Regions from separate parts of the Mus musculus genome. Here regions 2, 3, 4, 5, 6 and 7 are each linked to region 1. The links are chromatin contacts, called in public ChIA-PET, Hi-C, HiChIP or PLAC-seq and promoter capture Hi-C maps. All regions are on one chromosome and are shown on one strand. The core of a region is the stretch at or near the end of the contact, and the rest is flanking DNA. Distances in the headings are between cores, read along the strand shown.

Evidence for each region. Promoter capture Hi-C pulls out the DNA fragments that hold promoters and counts their contacts. A called contact is a pair of places that touch in the nucleus more often than the background predicts. ChIA-PET counts read pairs in DNA pulled down with a chosen protein or histone mark. HiChIP or PLAC-seq counts read pairs in DNA pulled down with a chosen protein or histone mark. Capture Hi-C pulls out chosen DNA fragments and counts their contacts.
Region 2: a promoter capture Hi-C map of adipose tissue shows a contact between it and region 1. The contact joins the promoter of Aldh18a1 here to the promoter of Tm9sf3 in region 1. A contact is called at or near these places in 3 of 39 promoter capture datasets (the C10 cell line, embryonic stem cells and liver), 3 of 484 Hi-C or Micro-C datasets (CD4 T cells, CD8 T cells and embryonic stem cells), 2 of 115 datasets of contacts at active chromatin or transcription factors (extraembryonic endoderm stem cells and memory CD8 T cells) and 1 of 9 other capture datasets (adipose tissue).
Region 3: a contact with region 1 is called in an H3K27ac HiChIP or PLAC-seq map of extraembryonic endoderm stem cells, with 7 times the contacts expected there. The contact joins the promoter of Arhgap19 here to the promoter of Tm9sf3 in region 1. A contact is called at or near these places in 10 of 39 promoter capture datasets (3T3-L1-derived adipocytes, the C10 cell line, HPC-7-derived erythroid cells and 6 more), 2 of 484 Hi-C or Micro-C datasets (embryonic stem cells and nephron progenitors), 20 of 115 datasets of contacts at active chromatin or transcription factors (the 230-238 cell line, astrocytes, bone marrow-derived dendritic cells and 17 more) and 4 of 9 other capture datasets (adipose tissue, embryonic stem cells, liver and 1 more).
Region 4: an H3K27ac HiChIP or PLAC-seq map of microglia shows a contact between it and region 1, with 6 times the contacts expected there. The contact joins the promoter of Frat1 here to the promoter of Tm9sf3 in region 1. A contact is called at or near these places in 2 of 39 promoter capture datasets (embryonic stem cells and hippocampal neurons), 1 of 484 Hi-C or Micro-C datasets (embryonic stem cells) and 12 of 115 datasets of contacts at active chromatin or transcription factors (astrocytes, bone marrow-derived dendritic cells, bone marrow-derived macrophages and 7 more).
Region 5: a promoter capture Hi-C map of pre-B cells shows a contact between it and region 1, with 6 times the contacts expected there. The contact joins the promoter of Frat2 here to the promoter of Tm9sf3 in region 1. A contact is called at or near these places in 8 of 39 promoter capture datasets (the 3T3-L1 cell line, the C10 cell line, cranial neural crest and 4 more), 4 of 484 Hi-C or Micro-C datasets (Th1 cells, cortical neurons, embryonic fibroblasts and 1 more) and 13 of 115 datasets of contacts at active chromatin or transcription factors (bone marrow-derived dendritic cells, bone marrow-derived macrophages, embryonic forebrain and 9 more).
Region 6: a Hi-C map of muscle stem cells shows a contact between it and region 1, with 5 times the contacts expected there. The contact joins the promoter of Tctn3 here to the promoter of Tm9sf3 in region 1. A contact is called at or near these places in 1 of 39 promoter capture datasets (pre-B cells), 2 of 484 Hi-C or Micro-C datasets (embryonic stem cells and muscle stem cells) and 2 of 115 datasets of contacts at active chromatin or transcription factors (embryonic stem cells and large pre-B cells).
Region 7: an RNA polymerase II ChIA-PET map of memory CD8 T cells shows a contact between it and region 1, with 59 read pairs. The contact joins the promoter of Pgam1 here to the promoter of Tm9sf3 in region 1. A contact is called at or near these places in 5 of 39 promoter capture datasets (the HPC-7 cell line, hippocampal neurons, liver and 1 more), 1 of 15 datasets of contacts at CTCF or cohesin (the NIH/3T3 cell line) and 7 of 115 datasets of contacts at active chromatin or transcription factors (acute myeloid leukemia, extraembryonic endoderm stem cells, memory CD8 T cells and 4 more).

Annotation. Positions count from the first base shown.
Region 1 is chr19:41,262,563-41,265,262 of GRCm38.p6, reverse strand. It overlaps Tm9sf3 (transmembrane 9 superfamily member 3), which reads left to right and starts at 1,259. Exons shown (of 15, transcript NM_133352.2): 1 at 1,259-1,504. The coding sequence starts at 1,409.
Region 2 is chr19:40,587,178-40,589,888 of GRCm38.p6, reverse strand. Aldh18a1 (aldehyde dehydrogenase 18 family, member A1) reads left to right here and starts at 1,426. Exons shown (of 19, transcript NM_019698.2): 1 at 1,426-1,579. It overlaps Gm27042 (a long non-coding RNA gene), which reads right to left and starts at 1,357. Exons shown (of 4, transcript XR_386705.4): 1 at 1,270-1,357; 2 at 1-34.
Region 3 is chr19:41,800,780-41,803,542 of GRCm38.p6, reverse strand. Arhgap19 (Rho GTPase activating protein 19) reads left to right here and starts at 1,459. Exons shown (of 12, transcript NM_027667.3): 1 at 1,459-1,571. The coding sequence starts at 1,516.
Region 4 is chr19:41,828,667-41,831,366 of GRCm38.p6, reverse strand. It overlaps Frat1 (frequently rearranged in advanced T cell lymphomas), which reads right to left and starts at 1,397. Exons shown (of 1, transcript NM_008043.3): 1 at 1-1,397. The coding sequence starts at 1,199. The coding sequence ends at 375.
Region 5 is chr19:41,846,730-41,849,429 of GRCm38.p6, reverse strand. It overlaps Frat2 (frequently rearranged in advanced T cell lymphomas 2), which reads left to right and starts at 1,298. Exons shown (of 1, transcript NM_177603.3): 1 at 1,298-2,700. The coding sequence starts at 1,519. The coding sequence ends at 2,214.
Region 6 is chr19:40,610,796-40,613,495 of GRCm38.p6, reverse strand. It overlaps Tctn3 (tectonic family member 3), which reads left to right and starts at 1,265. Exons shown (of 14, transcript NM_026260.3): 1 at 1,265-1,571; 2 at 1,722-1,845; 3 at 2,084-2,202. The coding sequence starts at 1,352. It also overlaps a transcript of Entpd1 not described here.
Region 7 is chr19:41,910,502-41,913,201 of GRCm38.p6, reverse strand. It overlaps Pgam1 (phosphoglycerate mutase 1), which reads right to left and starts at 1,331. Exons shown (of 4, transcript NM_023418.2): 1 at 1,016-1,331. The coding sequence starts at 1,154.

The DNA of each region.
Region 1 (2,700 bases), core at 10-2,509:
ATACATTAGCAGTTAACAAACTAAAGAAGCAAACTGGGTCTAGTCTTTCAGCAAGTCACCCAACCTGTGCATCTGTCACTTTTCTGTAAGTGGACACACTAAAGGTACCTGTTGCATAGGGTCTGTGTGAGTATCAGAGTGCCTGGCAGATGAAACCATTACTGATGATTCCACTATGAGTTCTAACTATTCAAGATGTGTTTTGGACAAAAAAGACATAATTTGATTTCTTGGTAGGAAATCATGTTGGTACTCCTTGGGAATGGACAGGGAAGGAAGATTGGTAGTGGGGTCTTCTTCAGACTTCTGCACAGTATGGTGGTATAGAATATTGGCTGTGAGGTATTACACGACCAAATACCAAAACCTGCCTGATACGGATGGATGAGACAATCTTCCTCTAAGTCCCACATTTAGAGAAGTGTCCTTCTGATCATTTCTGAGTCCGTAGTACGTTTTGGTTTGAGATGGGGCCTTGCTACGTAGCCTGGCAGGCTTGGTACTGAGCCTGTAGATAAGGTTGGCTCCAATCTTTCTGCAATTCTGCCTCTGCGGTCCTGGTGCCGGGATTACATGCCTGCACCGCTATGACCCGATTATTTCGTTTTGTTTTCTTTTCTTCTTTTGTCTCACGCTGTAACCCAAGCAAGTATGCAATAAACAACAATCAGTCCAGCTTCCCGAATGCTGGGGCTTACAAGAGTAAGATACCAAACTTAGCTCCTTATTACTACCGGCTCAGATACAGAATATGAGATCAAGTGATTGGAGTGCTGAGGAACTTCCGGACACATTTATGATTGAGGCTGAGAAAAACAATACGTAGGCAGATGAACAAGAATGTCAACTTAGCCCAGATCTCTTGATTGCATAGAAGTCTATAAACAGTACACGGTGATGTTTAAACACCCAACCGACCCTGTCCAAGTTTAATAATCATCGTCCATAAAGAAGCTTGCGGAGCCCGAGGTTAGAGGGAAGGGGTGTTCACGCACGCCGTGGCGAGCTAGGCGCCTGAGCCGATGTCACCCCAGCCCGCCCGCAGCCGGGCGCGCAAGGGCCCAGGCCCAGGTCCAGGCCGAGGCTGAGCAAGCAGCACAGCAGCGGCGACTCGGAACCCTTCAACCCCGCGGCCTGCGCGCGCCGGCGCCCCACGGCCGGCGACGGTTGCGGCCCCGCGTCGGGAGGACTTCCGGCGTGTGCCGGGGTGGCCGGATGACGTGGCTGAGTCAGAGGAAGAGGCTCGGAGGCCGGGGGGCGGGGGCGGCGCGGAGCGGGCGGTGACGGCGGCGGAGGCAGCGGCTGTGCCCGGGCCCCGTGCGTCTGTCCGCGCCCGGTGGATGTGAATCGGCGGCGGCGGCGGAGGAGGAGTCGGTGGGCCGGCGCCCGGCCTGTGGGAGCGCGGAGGATGAGGCCGCTGCCGGGCGCTCCTGGCGTGGCGGCGGCCGCCGCGTTGTTGTTGCTGCTGCTGCCCCGGGCTCGGTCTGACGAGCACGAACACACGGTGAGGCGAAGCGAGCCGCGCGGCCGCCCCCGCCCCAGCCCCGCTCCCAAGCCTGCCGCCCCGCCAGACCCGGCGTGGTCCGAAGGCCCGGGGGGCCCGGTGCAGCCCCGCGGCCGCCCGAGCGCTCCTTCCGGTCGGGCATGGCGGGGCCGGATCCGCGGGAGCTGGGAGGAGGCATTTCCGAGCACTCGGGGCTGCCTGGGCCTTGCTCCGCAGCTCCGCCTCTCGGGGCTGCTGCCCGGGGATCGGCCCGGAGCGGGCTCTGGACCCGGGAAACTGGACGCTGTGCACACAGCACGGCGGAGGATGGATGCGTGGTGATCCAGGCGCTTGCCAACCAGGAAATACCCATCGCTTCGCGCAGGGCTCCGGCCTCTTCCTACCCTTCTCTCTCCCTCTCGCCCGAACCGGATTTAAACCGTGGGGTGGGGACAGCTTTAGGGAAGTGGAGGTGTGAACGGTTTACACGCGGACACGTCTTCACCCTGCACGCACTCGGTCCCCAGGACTCCCTTGCAACTTTCTCCGCGCTCCGTGAGTGCCCAGAGGACGCCCTGTTCGGGTGGTCGGTCCCTAACTGGGACAGCTCTGCCCTTGTGTCACCCAGCCCTCAGGCCACACCCCCACTCACTTTTGCTTTTGGCCTGAAGTTGATTGGCGGTTTATTTAATTGTATCTTCACATCAAAGCTCGCCTATTAATGACTCTTGGAGTGACTTTCACCTAGAGCTGTAACGCTGTGGAATTCACTTATTTATTTTTTTATTCAGAATGGTAGACGCGGGGAAGTGTGGAAAGTCTGATAAACCTAGAAGATTGCTTGGCAAATTGGAGATTGTTTCAAGGTTTTTATCTGTATTGTGATTTTTTTTTTTTTGCCCGAGTAGTTGTGTATTTACTAAATTTAAAATATGTGGAGAACGTTTGGCTGTAGCTGATCGGTGACAAAATGGGAGTACGCTGCTTTTAAGGGGCAGACGTTAGATTTTGTTTGTAGTGAACAAAACTTTGTTTTGATTAGCCAATTAAAAACTCTAAATTAGGCTGTTGTATTTTCAGTCACTGCTAGAATCTAATTGCATGTGTATGCGAGTTTTTTTTTCCAGAGAAACGTTGAATCAGTAACTTTTTTTCTGCGACACTTGTGAATTTTCTCTAAGATATTTTTGGTTTCCTTTAAATTTCAGCAAGTATAG
Region 2 (2,711 bases), core at 177-2,676, 680 kb after region 1:
GAATATGCTTTCTTGCTGTCCAGAGGTTTGCTCCCTAGGAGGGAAGACAGACAAGCAATTACAATAAGGTGATCTGTGGGTGAACTGAAGAATCAGAATCGCCTTCTAACTTAGCTCCAGTCCCTTAGTCTAGTTACACCCCTGACACACACCCACACGCACCCCCCCCCCCCCACTTTTTTTAGAAGCCCGGGTACCAGATCTAATCAGCGCCTGCTGTTTTGTTTCTCTTTAATGCCCCACCTCCCCACCCTCAACGTGCTCAAAATTTAACGCGTCCTGGCGCCAACACCCTTCCCAAAGCACAGATTTTCTCAGCTTCTTCCTAGATCTCATATGCCGACGCACATTTCATTTCAAAGAACTCCTCTTCCTGGTACTCAACCCTTAGCAAAAAGTGCTGTGAGCGCGCCTTCCTTTTTGCTCCCACGCCCCCTGTCGGCGCCTTTCGTCTGCTTTATTTCTTACAGGGCGCTTTGCAATAGGCTAACCCACTTCCCAGTTTCTACACCTCTGTGCTGATTTCCGACACAAAAACCTGATCATATCATTCCAGGGCTTTAGAAGTTTGGATTCACTGACTTGGTGACCCATAAGATTCAAAATCTTTGTATGGTGAGCTCCCAGCCAGATGTTCTCTTCTGCAAACCTATCATCCATGAGCGTGGATCTCTCCTAAGCTGAAACCTCCTTTTAGCCCTTCCCCCCACTCCCCCCCGCTCCCCGCCCCCTGCCCTTCCCCCCATACTCCTGCATCATGGACTGAGAAGTAGTGGTAAGTTCCCTTTAGTGAATTAGAAAATGAATGAATAGGCTCAGTAGCATTGTCAGGACTACAAAAGCATAAAGAACCAATTTTCAGCCACAGTTGACCTTCTCTAGACAATGGCCTCCCTGCAACGAACGGTGCTATGGGACGAGAACGTTGCCAGCCCGGAAGGAGATGATCTGTGTCCGTTATGCATTCAACTTTGGGATAATCAGTGGTTATTAATAATCAGAGATTAAACACACCGTCTTAAAATGCAGTATTCTTACCACCACCTTTGCTGAAAACACTTGGGCTGTTATTTTCGGGTAACTAGGTGCCAACTTGTTTTACCATGGTGCCAATTTTTTTCAATAGCCAGTCTTTGTTTTTGTTTTTGTTTTGAGGGAGACGGTCTTTGTTGATTCAATCTATTTCTAATGTGAGTCTGACATATAGACGATCAACTGTCAAACACGCTTTATGAAATCCATCAGCAACTAGAAGCCAGTCTTCCTTACCTTTCTGGGAAGCTGTCTGGGGAGGTTCCTTTCTGGGTGCTCGAAGCCCCGCCCCTATACTCTGCGGGCGCGGAGCCTGGGGATGGGAGGGGGCCGCCACGTGGAGCGTGGGCGCGATTCTCAGAAGCGCCTGCGCCGTTGCCGTGGCGTAGCGTGGGTCAGACCCGTCTCCCAACGTCAGCGGCGCTACGGGGCTTCAGTCTAACGCGGCTGACGCAACTCCGGAGAGCTGGACGTAGACGGAAGAAAAGGCGGAGGAGAGGGCGGTCGCCGCGAAGAGTGGTCCAGGGCTGGGGTCGGCGGCCAGCAGGTAGGTGGCTGGGCAGCACCGGGCAAGGGGTACACTCACTGAAAGGGGGAGATGCGGGGTGCAGCCGCGGGTCCGGAGGGGCGTGGACACGGGAGCCGGCGGCGGCGCGGGGCAGCCAGGTGCTCTGAGATGCTCATGCACAGCTCCCGGTGCAGGGTTTAGGAGGCCCAGGGATCTCTGGCCATCTTTTGGGTATGCTACCAGCGGAGGCTGGAGGACCCTGCAGCCTCTTCCTACCAAGTCCACAACCGGCTTCCAGGGCTCCTGTGCTGCGAGTAGTCATACACCTGGTGTGAAACCATCCACGGACGCACTCCCAGGGCCTGAGTCTGCAATTCTCTGTGGCTCGCGACCTGACATATGGAACCTGTACATAGGAGATTCTCCCTGCAGCCAGGGTTATTCCCGGAGACCCCGTGTGTGATAATTATCTCCTGGCACAGAAAGGGTGCGCTCAGATTCTTCACCCCGCACGCCATACCCCAGCCTTATTCCCCCACCCTCCGAAGCAACAACATTTATCTTTGAGTTTCTGTCTTTCTATTAAGTAGTGAACCATGAACTCAGCATGTGTTTTTCTGGGTAGTTTGTTGAGACTGAAGTTCACTTCTCTAAGTGAGATAAGAGCTCTCCGTGTGTTTGTGTCTAGTCACTTGAAAGCTGTTCTGAGTTAAAATATAAGAACTTCTCTCTCGATCACAGAGTCTCCACGTATATACCCTTTGGGCTTTTGCATCACCTGTCTGGTTTTTGCTGTCACAACAAACTGACTGGTTGAACAGTCGTTTGCAATATAAGATCTTGCCTCCCTGGGCCAGAGACAAATGGTAGACCTCATACCTCCAAGGATCTCAGACGTTCAGAGCTTTCTGTGCTTAGACAAGAGAGGGGTAAACAGTCTAGAACTATGCATGTGACCCGATCAGAATCTTTTCTGAGACAGGGTCTTATGTAGCCCAGGCTGGCCTAGAACTGGCTGTGTGCTGAGAACGACCTCGGGCTTCTGATCCTTTTTGCCTCTACTTCCCCCGAATGCTGGGATTACAGGCGTTTGCCACTAAGCACGGCTGTCCATCAGTGGCTCTTTTGACCTTTTGGTGTCAGTGAAGGAAGTAAGTGGAAAGGTTAAGAA
Region 3 (2,763 bases), core at 210-2,709, 540 kb before region 1:
AATACCACAAAGTCCCACCCAGCATACAACCAACCTCACACAGGAAACTTACTGCAAGGGGAAACCCGCGGAGGGTGGCGGCCTCTGCTGGGGTGAAAAGCGGCAGAAGCTCAGCGGGTTTTGTATAGGGTTTCTTGGTGGGGCGGGACAGGCGATGAAGACAGAGCTTTCCAGGGTGTCCAGGGAGGGAGTGGTGGGATTTTTGTGGCCTGATTTTGGGGCAATTCTAGGGGTTGGTGGGAATTTTGTGCTCAGGGATTGGTGGGATTCTGTTTCTTGGCCCTGATTTTGAGCTTGGGGTCAAGATAGGGTCAAGGTTGCCTGGTCTGGGGGTCAAGTCAGGGTCACAATGTTCTTTCCCTTCACTTTTTACTCTCTACCATCTATATTTTTTGCTTTTAGAAAAGATTTTATGTGTCTCTGTGCATCTGTGCGCATGTGCCCCGGAGGCCAGCTCTGGAGGCTATAGGAAGGCAATCAGTCCTTTGGAACTGGACTCACTGTCTGGCCCTTGTGAACCTTTCAATGCAGGGAATCAAACTCTAGTCTTCAGGAAAAGCAGCAAGTGTTCTTAGAACCACGGAACCATCTCTAGCTGCCCCTTATTGTTAATTGTGAATTTCATATATCAATACCATGTTTTTTTTTTTTTTTTTTTTTTTTCCACCTGCCTCTGCCTCCCAAGTGCTGGGATTAAAGGTATACGCCACCACTGCCTGGCTTAGTCACATTTTCTTGTTGGCCTGAAGTCACCCAAGGAGGCTTGTTTGGATGACCCAAAATTTGCCTCTCTATTCTAGCCAGTGCTTTTGGTGTCTTTATACTGACTTTCCCCCTCCCCCAAATATGTACCCTGAAGATCAGCCCCTGCATACATACACACACACATACATACATTCATACATAAATACATACATACATACACACATACATATATACACACACAAGAGTTTACTTAGGGTAGCTTACAGGAACGTATGCAATTTACCACTGATTATATACCATTGAAGAAAATGCCTTTTCTTCCCTTTTACTAAGCCTATGGATCTTGGGGGTGGGGTGAATGGGGGTTTAAGTGAGTGAGGGGTGATGAGCCCTTTTCCCTAGCAACCGTTAACTGCCTACCGAACTGGGGGATGGGCAGGGCCTCAAGAACCTTTTCTCTTCAAGTGACTTTAAAAACCGACAGTTTTGTAACTCAGAGATTTACCTAGCGGGGAGGGGAGCGCAGCCAGGAATTTGTGACTTGATCCGCGGAACTACATGGGTTAATCAAAACGAGAAACTACATCTCCCGGTAGGCCTCGGGCAGGTGTTTCTCCTGCCCTTTCGTTGGTTCTGTGCTACCAATGACAGTTAGATATTTGAATAGACCAATAGTAGCATGGAACGGTTCTTATTTAGGCGGGGCCATAGGTTCGTCCAATCGTACAGGACTTAGAAAACCATCCTAGCCAATCTAAGGGCTAAGGGGCGGTGCCTGAGGCGGGGCTGCAGACCAAGCTGCCGCGGAAGATGGCGGCTGAGGCGCCGAGTGGAGGGGAGGCGCCGGTCTGCGACTCTGGCCGGAGGTGAGCCAAGTTTTCCGTCCTGCTGCCTAGGAGACGGGACTGTGGGCTAGCGATGTCGCCGCCCTGCCCTTGAGTCACCGTGGTCCACAGGCCCGGGCTTTGTTCCTCTCTCCCGTGGTGTCTACGCCGACGCGCCTGCGGGGGCTGAGGCGGGTCTTTGCGGTCCGTGCTTCCCGCTGCGCTGCTCTCCGCGAGTCCCACGGCCGTGTGTGGAGCCCTCCCGACGCTCTGGCTGCAGACCCCCGGGCCACGGTCATGGTGTCTGCCCTGGCGCCGAGCGTTTTGAGTGGCAACTGAAGCCCAGAGCGGTTTAGAGAATCCCACAACGCCCCGGGAGCTTTAAATGTCCTTCGTGACAGCCTCTGCGCTTTACTCAGAGCCGCGACTTGAGTGATGGTTAAAAGGGATTTTTGTCCCCTAAGCTGGCTGACCTTTCTCGGCTTCAGCCTTCTTCTGTAAATAAACATAACGATACTTATTTCAGAACCTGGACGGGATGACACAACCTATTTAAAGCGCATAGCACCCATCCTGGCAAACACTTCAAAATACGATAGATTTTTATGTTTCCTTGAAATTGTGATCTCATTTCTTCTTTCTGGAACGAGTACTGTCCCTGTCATAAAGTCGAGCCTTTCTTAACCGATTACAAACAAATATTTGGAGTCTGACACACTCCAATAGAATGAGATTACTTACATTGTCAGAGAGTATGATCAATGCTATGCTTTGGTACGGAGTTAGTACAGAACAGAAGAACCAAGAATTTTGGGAAACCGAGTTTGTGAGCCTGATTTTTCCTGAGCCCTGATGGGCTTGTGTGGGTATTGTTACTGTTTTGTATGGAGGAGTTTTCCACTCTTTGACCTTTTATTTCTCCCGGGAACTGTGCCCGTGGGTTGATAAATGTCATTAGATTATCTCTCCTCCGACTCGAAAATCCTGAATTGTAATGAAAATGAGGACAAATGAAATACTGTTCTACAGCAAGAGGACTTAGAATTCTTCCTTGAGGCTGCTGTCAACTGAATGTAAAATTTGAAACTGTTAACTATCTGACCAACACAGTTTTCTCTGAATCTGAAACCCTCTATTGTCGTTACTGAGACAGGTTCTTGCTAAGTACCTCGGCTGGACTGGAACTCCCAGTCTCGTTTCAGCTACCCGTGTACTTGTCAATTGCATATTGCAG
Region 4 (2,700 bases), core at 148-2,647, 570 kb before region 1:
GAGCCGATCCTGAGAGCATGCACCGTGGCCACGTGGTCCCCGCTTGGCCAGGAGAGTCTGCGTGGAATTGCAGCGACCAGGTTGAATCACGCCAAAAAAAAAAAAAAAAAAAAAAAAAAAAGGAGCCCTGCTGACAGCCTGCGGTGCGCTCTGTAGATTCTGCTTTAAACAAACCTAAGTCCTGGGTTTCAAACAGTTCGGGGCTTTCAATTTCAGTTACCCATGAAAATATCTGCGATATTTCGGCTGTCTTCCTTAGCTTATTTTCCCGTTTCCAAATAATGCTCGAGTCCACCACCAGCTCCGGCTGGGTGAAGCCCTGGGTAAATCCCTTGGTCCCCGGCTACAGGCTGGTGCTGTGGCCACTTAGGTTGTTAGCTGCCAGGGACAAGAAGGTCGTCCCCAGTTCTGAGCTGCGCCCTCCCCATGAAAGCGCCAGGGTCGCTGCAGGCCGCGCGAGGGCTCCCGGGCGAAGGCGGCTCATGCACTGGGGCTGACAGAGGCCCGAGGAACGGGTGTGCGGGAAGCTTTGCGTGTAACTGTAGCTGTCGCGAATGAAGTCTGCGCACCGCCTCCTTGATGAGGTTTCCCGAGAGCACGAGCTGCTGCAGGAGCCGGTGCGGGTCGTCGTCGTCGCCAGTGCGGGTCTCCGGCTGAGATCCGCGTCGCTGTTGCAAGCGGCGGGACGCGGCTGCGTTCCGGAGCCAACCCCGGCGGCACGGGCCCGACAGTGGCTGCGGGGTGCTTAGTTTGCCGGTCCCCGGGGGTCCGTCAAGGCCCGGCTGCTGGGGCAGCGCGCTGGCGCCGGGGGAGATCTCCGCCACGCAGTAGGGCGCCGACCGTCCCCGCACGCGCCCGCGCTCCCCTAGCACGCAGCGCACGGCCCCCGGGGGCGCAGGGTTCCCGGTCTCCGCTGACCCCGTCGGCCGCAGCAGCCTCCTAGCTGGGGTCCCGGTCTTGTCCGCCGGCAGCGCCGCCAGGACCTGCGGGGGCGGGGGACCCGGGGCGGCACACGGCGAGGCCGGGCGATCGTGCGCTGCGTCCAGCTGCAGCGTCTCGCCGATCTGGACGATGAGCTGGTCCACGTCGGTCGAGCCACCCAGAGTCACCGACTGCTGCAGCAGGAGGAAGCTGTCGTCGTCCTCCTCCCCCTCCGCCTCGTCGCCGGCTTCCTCCTCCTCCTCCCTCCGGCAAGGCATGGCCCCCCGCCCGGGCCCCCGCGGCTGTGCGGGCGTCGCTGGCAGCTCGGTTGGCCGCGGGCTCGGCGAGCCGCGGCTGGGGCGGGAGCGAGGCGGAGGCCCAAGCCGGGCTAGGCAGGGACCACCGGGCAGTGGCACCGCGCGCCTTAGAGCCGCGGGAGCCGGAACGCTGCCGGCTTGGGTTGATTTGTAAACAATGGGTGACGTCGCGTGGCTCCTACCACCGTGCGCGGCCGGGGGGTGCTGTCTCCTTGGCAGTAGTGAGCCTGTAGGGCCAGGGCACAGAGTAGAGCCTGGCTGCCCCCGAGCCTCATCGGCGTGCCTACTGTGTGCGGGGATGCACTGGGAAGTTGATTCTGGTTCGCTCAGCCGGGCCTAATTGGCATTCCACAAGATGGACACCTTGGGGGACTCGATTGGTTTCTTCCACACACAGTCACTTCCACACACTTACACCTCCACACACTCCCCTCAGCACGTCAAGTGGTTTGGTTTAGGCGGTGGCTTTTTTTTTTTTTTTTTTTTTTTTTTTTTTTTTTTTTTTTTTTTTTTTAAAGGTTTGGGTGACAGAGTCAGAGGAGGCTGGAAAGGAGAGGGAGTGAGGTTTGGACTCGGAGTGACGATTAGGAAAAGGTTGTTGCCAAAGATGGAAAGGAGGATGGAGACCTTGTCTGATGTGGATGGCTGAGCTGGAACGCAAACCGGCCACAGATTTCGTGGTTTTTTGGCTTGGGTTCCAGGGCATTTAGGGGCTGCGTTGACTACTGGCTCTTTGCAAGGAACTGTAATATGGCAAGTGAATGCGTGTTAACGAAATTCAGTAGTCAAATGAAGACTAGTCATCTAGAAAGGGTAGCAGTGGTGAGCTGGTTATATGAAAACAGAGCCTCGGCCATCTTAACTGTTCCAGATAGCATTGTTGAATTAATGGTTAACCAAACCTTTATTAGTTTTTTTTTTTAATATTTATTTATTTTGTGAAAGGGCCTTGAGTATGCTCTTGGATTGGCTGTGTAGCTGAGGATAACCTTGAACTCTTTATCCTCTTGCTTACAGGTTGGGAACCACTAGGTCAAGTGTGTTTATTTAATGATTTTTTTTGGAAGGGTTGGGGATTACATCCAGGGCCTTGCACATGGCAGGAATGCTTTCCTTCTGAGCGAACAGTAATTTGATGACCGCTTTCTTTCTTTCTTTCTTTCTTTCTTTCTTTCTTTCTTTCTTTCTTTCTTTGTTTTCAAGACAGGGTTTCTCTGTATAGCCCTGCCTGTCTTGGAACTCACCACGCCTGGCTGATGATGATCATTTTCAAATGGACTTCAACAGACCCCTGGGTGGTGACACACATCTGTAATCCCAACACTAGGAAGGCAGAGGCAGGAGGATCACAAGTTCAAAATTATTCCTGGCCAAATAGCAAATTTGAGGCCAGCCTGATACACAGAACTCTGTGGCCTAGTTTCTATTACACACACACACACACACACACACACACACAGAG
Region 5 (2,700 bases), core at 49-2,548, 580 kb before region 1:
GGGAGGCAGAGGCAGGCAGATCTTTGAGTTTGAGGCCAGCCTGGTCTACAGGGTGAGTTCCAGGACAGCAGGGCTACTCAGAGAAACCCAGTCTAAAAAAAAAAAAAAAAACCAACCAGGCAGTGGTGACGCATGCTTTTAATCCCAGCACTTGGGAGGCAGAAGCAGGTGGATTTCTGAGTTCGAGGCCAGCCTGGTCTACGGAGTGAGTTTCGGGACAGTCAGGGATACACAAAGAAACCCTGTCTCGAAAAACCAAAATAAATAGATAAATAACCATAACCAAAACCAAACCAAACCAAAAAAAAAATATATATATATATATAACAGGCAAACTGAAAAATGTCAATTTCACCTGTAACATGACTCATATACACAATAAGGTTTTCAATGACTAAATTCTAGTCGTTTCAATGAATGACGTATATCACATATTAATAAGAGTGTATTCACCCAGTTCTAGGTTTTCCATACATATTACAAAAAATAAAAGGGCCAAACTAAAAAAAACTCTTATCCTTTGACCTAAAACTCCACTCTTAGGAATGTACTCTGAAAAATGAATCATAAATTTGGAAAAGTTTTATGGGAAAGAGCATTAGTCACACACTTACTACAACGGCGAACTCAGAGAAACAGCAACCGTTGAAGGAATTTAAACAATTACAAGTACTTAATGGAAACTTACGTAATCGGTACAGTGTTTTCAAAGCGCGTGCAGTCACCGGAAAAAGCGTTTATAATTTAATGCGACTGCAATGCTTTTGTGTGTGGCTGTATAATGTACAAAGAGGAGGATGAAGGGGGGGGGGGGAAGCCTGTTAATCTCGTTTGAATCCTATGGTTACGAGAACATTTTCGTTTGAACTACAAAAAAAGTCAATTCGATGTAGCTCTGAGAAACCGGAGCAAGTCTGAGAAGCTCTGACCACAGGGTCGGCTTCCCAACCGTCGGGGTCGCCCCTCCCCGGGCCAGCGCAGGCGTTACCCACACGTGGGGCTGGAGCGGGCGCGGCAGAGGAGGGGCTGGGTGTGCTGGGGGTGTGTCCGCGAGTGGGAGCAGCCAATTGGCAGTCGCCGAGGGTGCCTCCTAGGACCGAGAGGTCCTAGGACCTGGGCTCGGCGAAGTCGGTGCCCCGTCCCCGGAATCGCTCGCAACCATATAAACTATCTCTGGGCAGACAGTGTGGGCAGTGGTCTCGCACGGTTTGCGCCGTCCCGCGCCCCTAAGTCTTCTAGCGAACGTCTCCCCCCACGGTCGCGCGCGGTGGTAGGAGCCGCGCGACGTCACCCATTGTTTACAAATCAACCCAAGCCGGCAGCGTTCCGGCTCCCGCGGCTCTAAGGCGCGCGGTACCTCTGCCCGGTGGTCCCGGCTTCCGCATCCCCAGGCTCGGCCCCCTCCTGGCCCGGCTTGGGCCTCCGCCGCGCTCCCGCCCCAGCCGCGGCTCGCCGAGCCCGCGGCCAACCGAGCTGCCAGCGACGCCCGCACAGCCGCGGGGGCCCGGGCGGGGGGCCATGCCTTGCCGGAGAGAGGAGGAGGAGGAAGCCGGCGACGAGGCAGAGGGGGAGGAGGACGACGACAGCTTCCTCCTGCTGCAGCAGTCGGTGACTCTGGGCGGCTCGACCGACGTGGATCGGCTCATCGTCCAGATCGGCGAGACGCTGCAGCTGGACACGGCGCACGATCGCCCGGCCTCGCCGTGTGCCGCCCCGGGTCCCCCACCCGCGCCTCCGCGGGTCCTGGCGGCGCTGTCGGCGGACAAGACCGGGACCCCAGCGAGGCGGCTGCTGCGGCCGACGGGGTCAGCAGAGACCGGGGACCCTGCGCCTCCGGGGGCCGTGCGCTGCGTGCTGGGGGAGCGCGGGCGTGTGCGGGGCCGATCGGCGCCCTACTGCGTTGCGGAGATCGCCCCGGGTGCCAGCGCGCTTCCCGGGCCGGGGCGGCGAGGGTGGCTCCCCGGCTCCGTGGCTTCTCACCGAATCCAGCAGCGGCGGTGGACAGCAGGCGGAGCGCGCGCGGCCGACGACGACCCGCACCGGCTCCTGCAGCAGCTCGTGCTCTCCGGAAACCTCATCAAGGAGGCGGTGCGCAGACTCCAGCGAGCGGTCGCCGCGGTTGCGGCCACGAGCCCCGCGAGCGCTCCGGGGTCCGGGGGTGGCCGAAGCGGACCGGACTCAGTCACTCTGCAGCCCTCGGGCGCCTGGCTCTGACAGGGGATCCCTGGAGGAGGAAGAGGACGCCGCTACGCTGATCCAACAGTGTCTTGCCCGGGACTGTGCGGAGCAGGAGCTGTCGTCCATCCCTCGGGCTACAGCCTCAAAGTTACCGGCCGCGAGAGGCTGTTAGAGAAAACGGACTCTACTGAGTAGCACCAGCAGCCGAGGACCTGGGATCTACCGGTTGAACTGTGGCAGCTACTTAATCCACTTGGACCTGACTTAGCCCTTATCGTGTGCTTGGATTGTTTATAGATGTGGCTCGCAGGGGCGGGAATCGGGAGGGCTTCTAACAATACTTGAAAAACCAATAGTAGATATGATCTCGTTATTTTCGGGTACAGAAGCTTTCTGAATATGGTGCTACAATTGCAGAGCAGAGCGGTTCTAGGGTGAAGAACATAAGTTGGCAGATTTATGTTGGTGGGTTGACAACGCTTGCTTTCCCCTGCTTAATTTGTGATTATGAAGGTTGGGGAC
Region 6 (2,700 bases), core at 16-2,515, 650 kb after region 1:
AGGCATGCAGAAGGGCCACGCCACTCCTGAGAAGAGCAAGCACATACTAGAGAGTGTTTCAGAACTTAATGATAAAACCGTAAAAGAGCAATCAGCTAGCTTGCTTCTTGGTTCCTTGGCTATTTCCATCTCTGTATCTTTACTTTCTCCTCAGAAAATGTTTCTAAATTGTAACTTTCTCTAAGTCCTCATACTCTTCTCCATCCTGTTTTCTTGTCCTGAACCTCTTCCCTTACTACCCTTTCCAGCAACAAATATACAGATCACATTTATTGATATAATGCACTAACTAACACTTTTTAAAAAATAAAATAAAATTTAACTTGATAGAGTGTTTGGCAGGAGTGCATGAAGGTGGCCTATATGACTAAAATTCCAGACCCAGGAGGTTCAGAAATTCAGCCATCTTTGACCACATCTTGAGTTTGAGGGTCAGCCTGGGCTACATGAAACTGTGACTAGGCGACAGGGAGCGGGGAATAAAGAAACTCGTGGAGTTGAAATAAGCATTGTTTTATTATGCTTTTTAAAAAATACCATAGTAATTAAAGTGGAGACATTTTTAAATTTTATTTTAGATTTTATGCAGAGGAGTGTTTTGCCTGCTTGAGTCTTTGCACCTGCGGGTGTCAGATGGCGCCCACTGAGGCCAGAAGATGGCACAGGCAATGGATCTCCTGGAACTGGAGCAGCGGATGGTTGTGAGACACCTTGTGGGTTCTGGGAAGCGAACCCCAGTTCTTTGAAAAAAACAAAAACAAAAACAAATATTCTTAGAAGCTGAGCCATCTCTCATGCCATCATTGGGACTTTGTTCATTTGTCTTTGTTTTAGGGATCAGAGTCTCACTCAGTAGCCAGTTTGGCCTAAACTTTGTGATCAGGTACTCAGTTTCCCGGCACACGTAAGGGATGTGACTTTCTATGTTTTTCTCCTTGAGTTCATGGTGTTTCCAGAGAAAGGGCCTCTTACCTTGGTAAGATCTCAGTTTGTGCCTCTTGGTCTTCCTCTCAGTGATGACTTCATCCAATTCTTCCAGGTCCGTAAAGCGCGCCAACCCTCTGCCAGCTGCCATCTAGCGGCGGGATCAGGCAAAGACGCCTTCGCCCCCGAGGCTCCCAGCGGTTGCCAGGTAACGGGAACCACGCGCCGCTAAGGAGGAGAGCAGCATGAAGGACGCTCAGGGTCGTAACAACACGGCCTTCCATTGGCTGAAGAGCACCCGGCTCCCGCCTGAGCCAATGCGCAGACGGAAGCTGATGACGAAGTACGCGACTCTTCTTCCCAGGGCTCCTGGGACGTATCTGGAGACCCAGGCTCCTGTCGCACCGCTCTGCGGCCAGGCTGCCTTATGTGCACCCTGCAGCTGCACCTGCTGCTGCTGGTGGTCCTGATGCTTTCTGAGACCGCCCGACCGCAGCCCTCCTCCACAGCCCGGGCTTTCCCCACCTCCTGGGGCCTGGAGCCAGTGACGCCCGAAGTGCCAACCTCAGCTCCTCCGGATTCGTCTGAGAGTCCGACTCCCTGGACTCTATCGATGCCCGTGAACGCGACCACCGACCCCTTTCCAGGTGATGCGGCGGGATACGGGATGGAAATACTGACTTCTCAGATCTAAAATTGTGTAGACAAAATTGCCCTGCCACGTAGCTGGCACTGGGGCTGTCCGCGCGGGAAAACTTTGGGGGAGCTTCATCTCGCTTTTCTTCTTGTACTTACAGCTTTACCGATCTGTGTCTGTGACTTGACTCCGGGTACCTGCGATTTAAACTGCTGCTGTGACAAGGACTGCGATCTTCTCCATCCCAGAACAGTCTTTTCCTTCTGTCTTCCTGGTAGTGTAAGGTGAGCTGCGGTGCTCCTCCGGTGGAGGAGTAAGAGTGAGTTTCCTACCCGCTGTCTCCCGGTCGGATGTCCCCTTGGGCTTTCCTGGGAATGCTGAGCCATCCAGTAAAACAAAACCTGAGTGTTGCACCTCTGCCCAGAGACCCCTCTTATTGGCATCAGACATTGGTGGGGTAAGGCCCCCTTCCCTAGATGTACTCCATGTCTCTCTCTTAAGTATCTTCACCTTTCCTCACAGATCTTCAAGTTGGGTATGTGTGGACAACTCTCTTATGTTCAGGAGCAACTCCCCGTTCCCTTCCAGAGTTTTCACGGACTCCAGTGGAACGACACAGTTTTGTGTCCGTGTGAACAACTGTGAGTAGAAACGAGTTTGACAGCTCTTATCATTGAATGTTTATTGAGATGTGACTTTGTCTTTGGGATTCCCAGCTCTCTTATTTCTTTTAGATTCCCTGTCGCTCACCCCTCTTACCACTACCCTCTTACTTTTAGTTAATAAGAACATTAGTAATTTCATGAGACTCTACCACCTTTAAACTACTGCTCAGCACCTTTAGCCTGGCAATCTGCATTGATTTCTTTCTTTGTGTCCTTCTTTCTCTTTCTTTGTCCGAAAACTTTTCTCTCATGATTTTATTCTGCCCTTTTGTTTTGGACGAATTCATGTCCTTTGTCCTCAAGCTGTGCCTTAAATTTTTCCTAACTTTTATCTGCTTTCCCCCTTGACTCAAGTGGCCCTCTTTTCTCCATTCATTGCGAACATCTTAGCTCTTCTAAGAATCTTCTGTCATCTGCCCAAGTGAGCCCATCCTCAGAAGTTAGTTCTAAGACACTCGTTGTCCTAAGTCATTC
Region 7 (2,700 bases), core at 82-2,581, 650 kb before region 1:
TCCCTCATCTGAAAAGGGTGTACAAGAAGCTAGGGAGGGCAACCAAGACACAAGATCACTTCAGGTAGGCATGAGCAACCCTTTTACACAGCTACTGCCGTGTCCAAGTTAGGATGTGCCCTAATCACCAAGAGAAGTGCCTCTTCACTACAGGGAGCGGGGAGGCCTTGCTTTCTTATTAGCATTCCAAAATCACAGAGAACTGTGGGTGGTGCGGGGCACCCAGCATGGATAGGCAAAGGCGAGCTTATCTCCTGGACGCTTTCACCCTTTGCTCTGCCTCTGTCCTTGGCCAAGGGCCCGCCAGTTCCTCACACTTACTTGTTACTCCACCCAGAAATGGGGCAAGGACACTGGATTAGAACTAAGTTTTGTATGACCTTGGACAAATCTTTCCAGTCACTTTTCTAAACTATAACAAGAGGACGGAGAGAGGTAAAAAGGAGGGAAATTAGATCTGCCTGCTTCATAGGGCTGGAGAGAGCATCAACTGAAATCACCCACTCACATTCCTGGATTCGGTTTTGTGGTTTGCTGCTGTGCTACAAAGCTCTCCGAAGCACGCGGTTTCCAGGTTGTCTCAAAGGCCATTAGACATCCCCACCTAACACCCCCCCACTACCCAGGGCGAGCCCGTGACCTGCCGCTTCGCCATGATGGGCAGGCGCCTCAAGTATACTCCGGTACAGCCACTGATGTCACGGGGAATCGTCCGCCAGGCGCCCTAGGCCCTCGTGGTACCCTAAAGGGTCCTGGGCGCCACAGGTGGGGCTGCTCGGACCGGAAGAACAGATTTTAGCCTAGCGGCGGCTGTGCCCTCTTTCTGGCACAGACTCTCAGACTTAACGGGGTGACCTTGACAAGCGGGTTCCCCACCCTGCGTTCACCTCCCCAGATGAAAATTCAACTGCAGAGGCCGACCGAAGTGCCCGCCTCTCGAGAGGGCCCGGGGGCTCAGGCGACCCCTAGGCCGGTGCTGGCCCAGTACGCCACACAGCGCTCGTCCCGCTCGTACCTCGCAACGCCTGCCCGCCGCGCTTCGCCTCCTCGTGGCCCGCCGGGCTCAGGTCGGCGTCGTACCAGCCGCTGAAGCGGTTCTCCAGGTTCCAGGCGCTCTCGCCATGCCGGATCAGCACCAGCTTGTAGGCAGCCATGGCGACGGGCAGAGGATGCAGCAGCAACTGAGGATCGCCGAGATTCTCTTCGCAGCCCGCCCCCCGCCCCGGTCGCGCCTGCGCACTTACAGTCTCCCGCCCCGCTTCCGCGCACTTTCTCCCCGAAATCTTTCCACTCGCTCGACAGACCGCCGCCCGCCCCGTGTGCGCATGCGCCTCAGGCAAGTTCTGCGGCCTGCTAAGGGGGGGGTGTAGTGCACCGCGGCGGCAGTGCGCATGCGTTGTACGTAGCGGTACCCGCGTGCTACCCGGCAGTCACGGAGCGCACGTAAGCAAGGAGCGCGGAGGGTGCTGGTTGCGAGCTTGAGCTCCAGGCGCCGACTGGACACGCCGCGCTTCCTCTTTAGGGATGATCAACTATCCTCTGACCAGTTCTTCAGCCCTGCCAGGCCACAGTCCCATCCCTGCGCAATTCCAATATACACCCTTTTCCTTTTAACTTGTACTTCGGACAAGTCATAAGACGTCTCAGCCTCACTTGTAAAATACTCTATAAACCTAAACGTGGGTTGTTGCTATTTCCCTTCAACAGAACATTGTTCTTTTGGGTTGTTTTGTTGTTTTTTGTTTCTAGTTTGTTGCTTTTTTTTTTTTTTTTTTTTTTTTTTTTTTTTTTTTTGAGACAGTCTCTCTGCGTAACCCTGACTGTCCTGGAACAAGTTCTGTAGACCAGGCCTAGAACTCAGAGATTTCCTGTCTCTGCCACCGAAGTGCTAGATTAAAGGCGTGGTTCATCACGCCAGTTAGAGCACAGCTTTTTTTTTTTTTTTTTTTTTTTAAGATTTATTATTTATTTTTATGTAGCTGTACAAATGGTTGTGAGCTTTCCTGTGGTTGTTGGGAATTGAATTTTTTAGGACCTCTGTTCGTCCTGGTAGGCCCAGCTCGCTCCAGTCGGCCCTGCTTGCTCTGGCCCATAAATTTATTATTTATTATTATAAAAATAATAGTACAATAATAAATATATACATATGCATTTATAACTACATATTATATAATAATAAATAATAAATATGTATTTATACATAAGGCCACTGTAGATGTCTTCAGACATGCCAGAGGAGGGCATCAGATCTCATTATGGGTGGTTGAGAGCCACCATGTGATTCTGGGATTTGAACTCAGGACCTTCAGAAGAGCAGTTAGTTACCTGCTGAGCCATCTCATGTCGCCAGCCCCAAGAGAACAGCTCTATATCCCTTTTCTTCTACTAAATGTTGATTCTGTAGCTGAGAGTGTGTGGAAGCTCCTGTGTAGGTGTACAGGCTCATGTCCTTCTGAGAAGCAAACGTTAGGCCCTTACAACATTACAAAAAGGAATGTCTGTCTCTCCTTACCCCAATTTTAGTATCCACTTGTTAGGACCAATTTCTCCTGCCCAGGCTGTGGACTCTTAGTTTATTTCCATTAAACTTCTTCATGAGCATTAAACATTAGCCAGACAGTGGCCTATTACTAAGATACTAAGATAGTGTCATGAATTCCTGTCCTTTTAGTGGAGAGCAAAATCCACATTTAAACAATT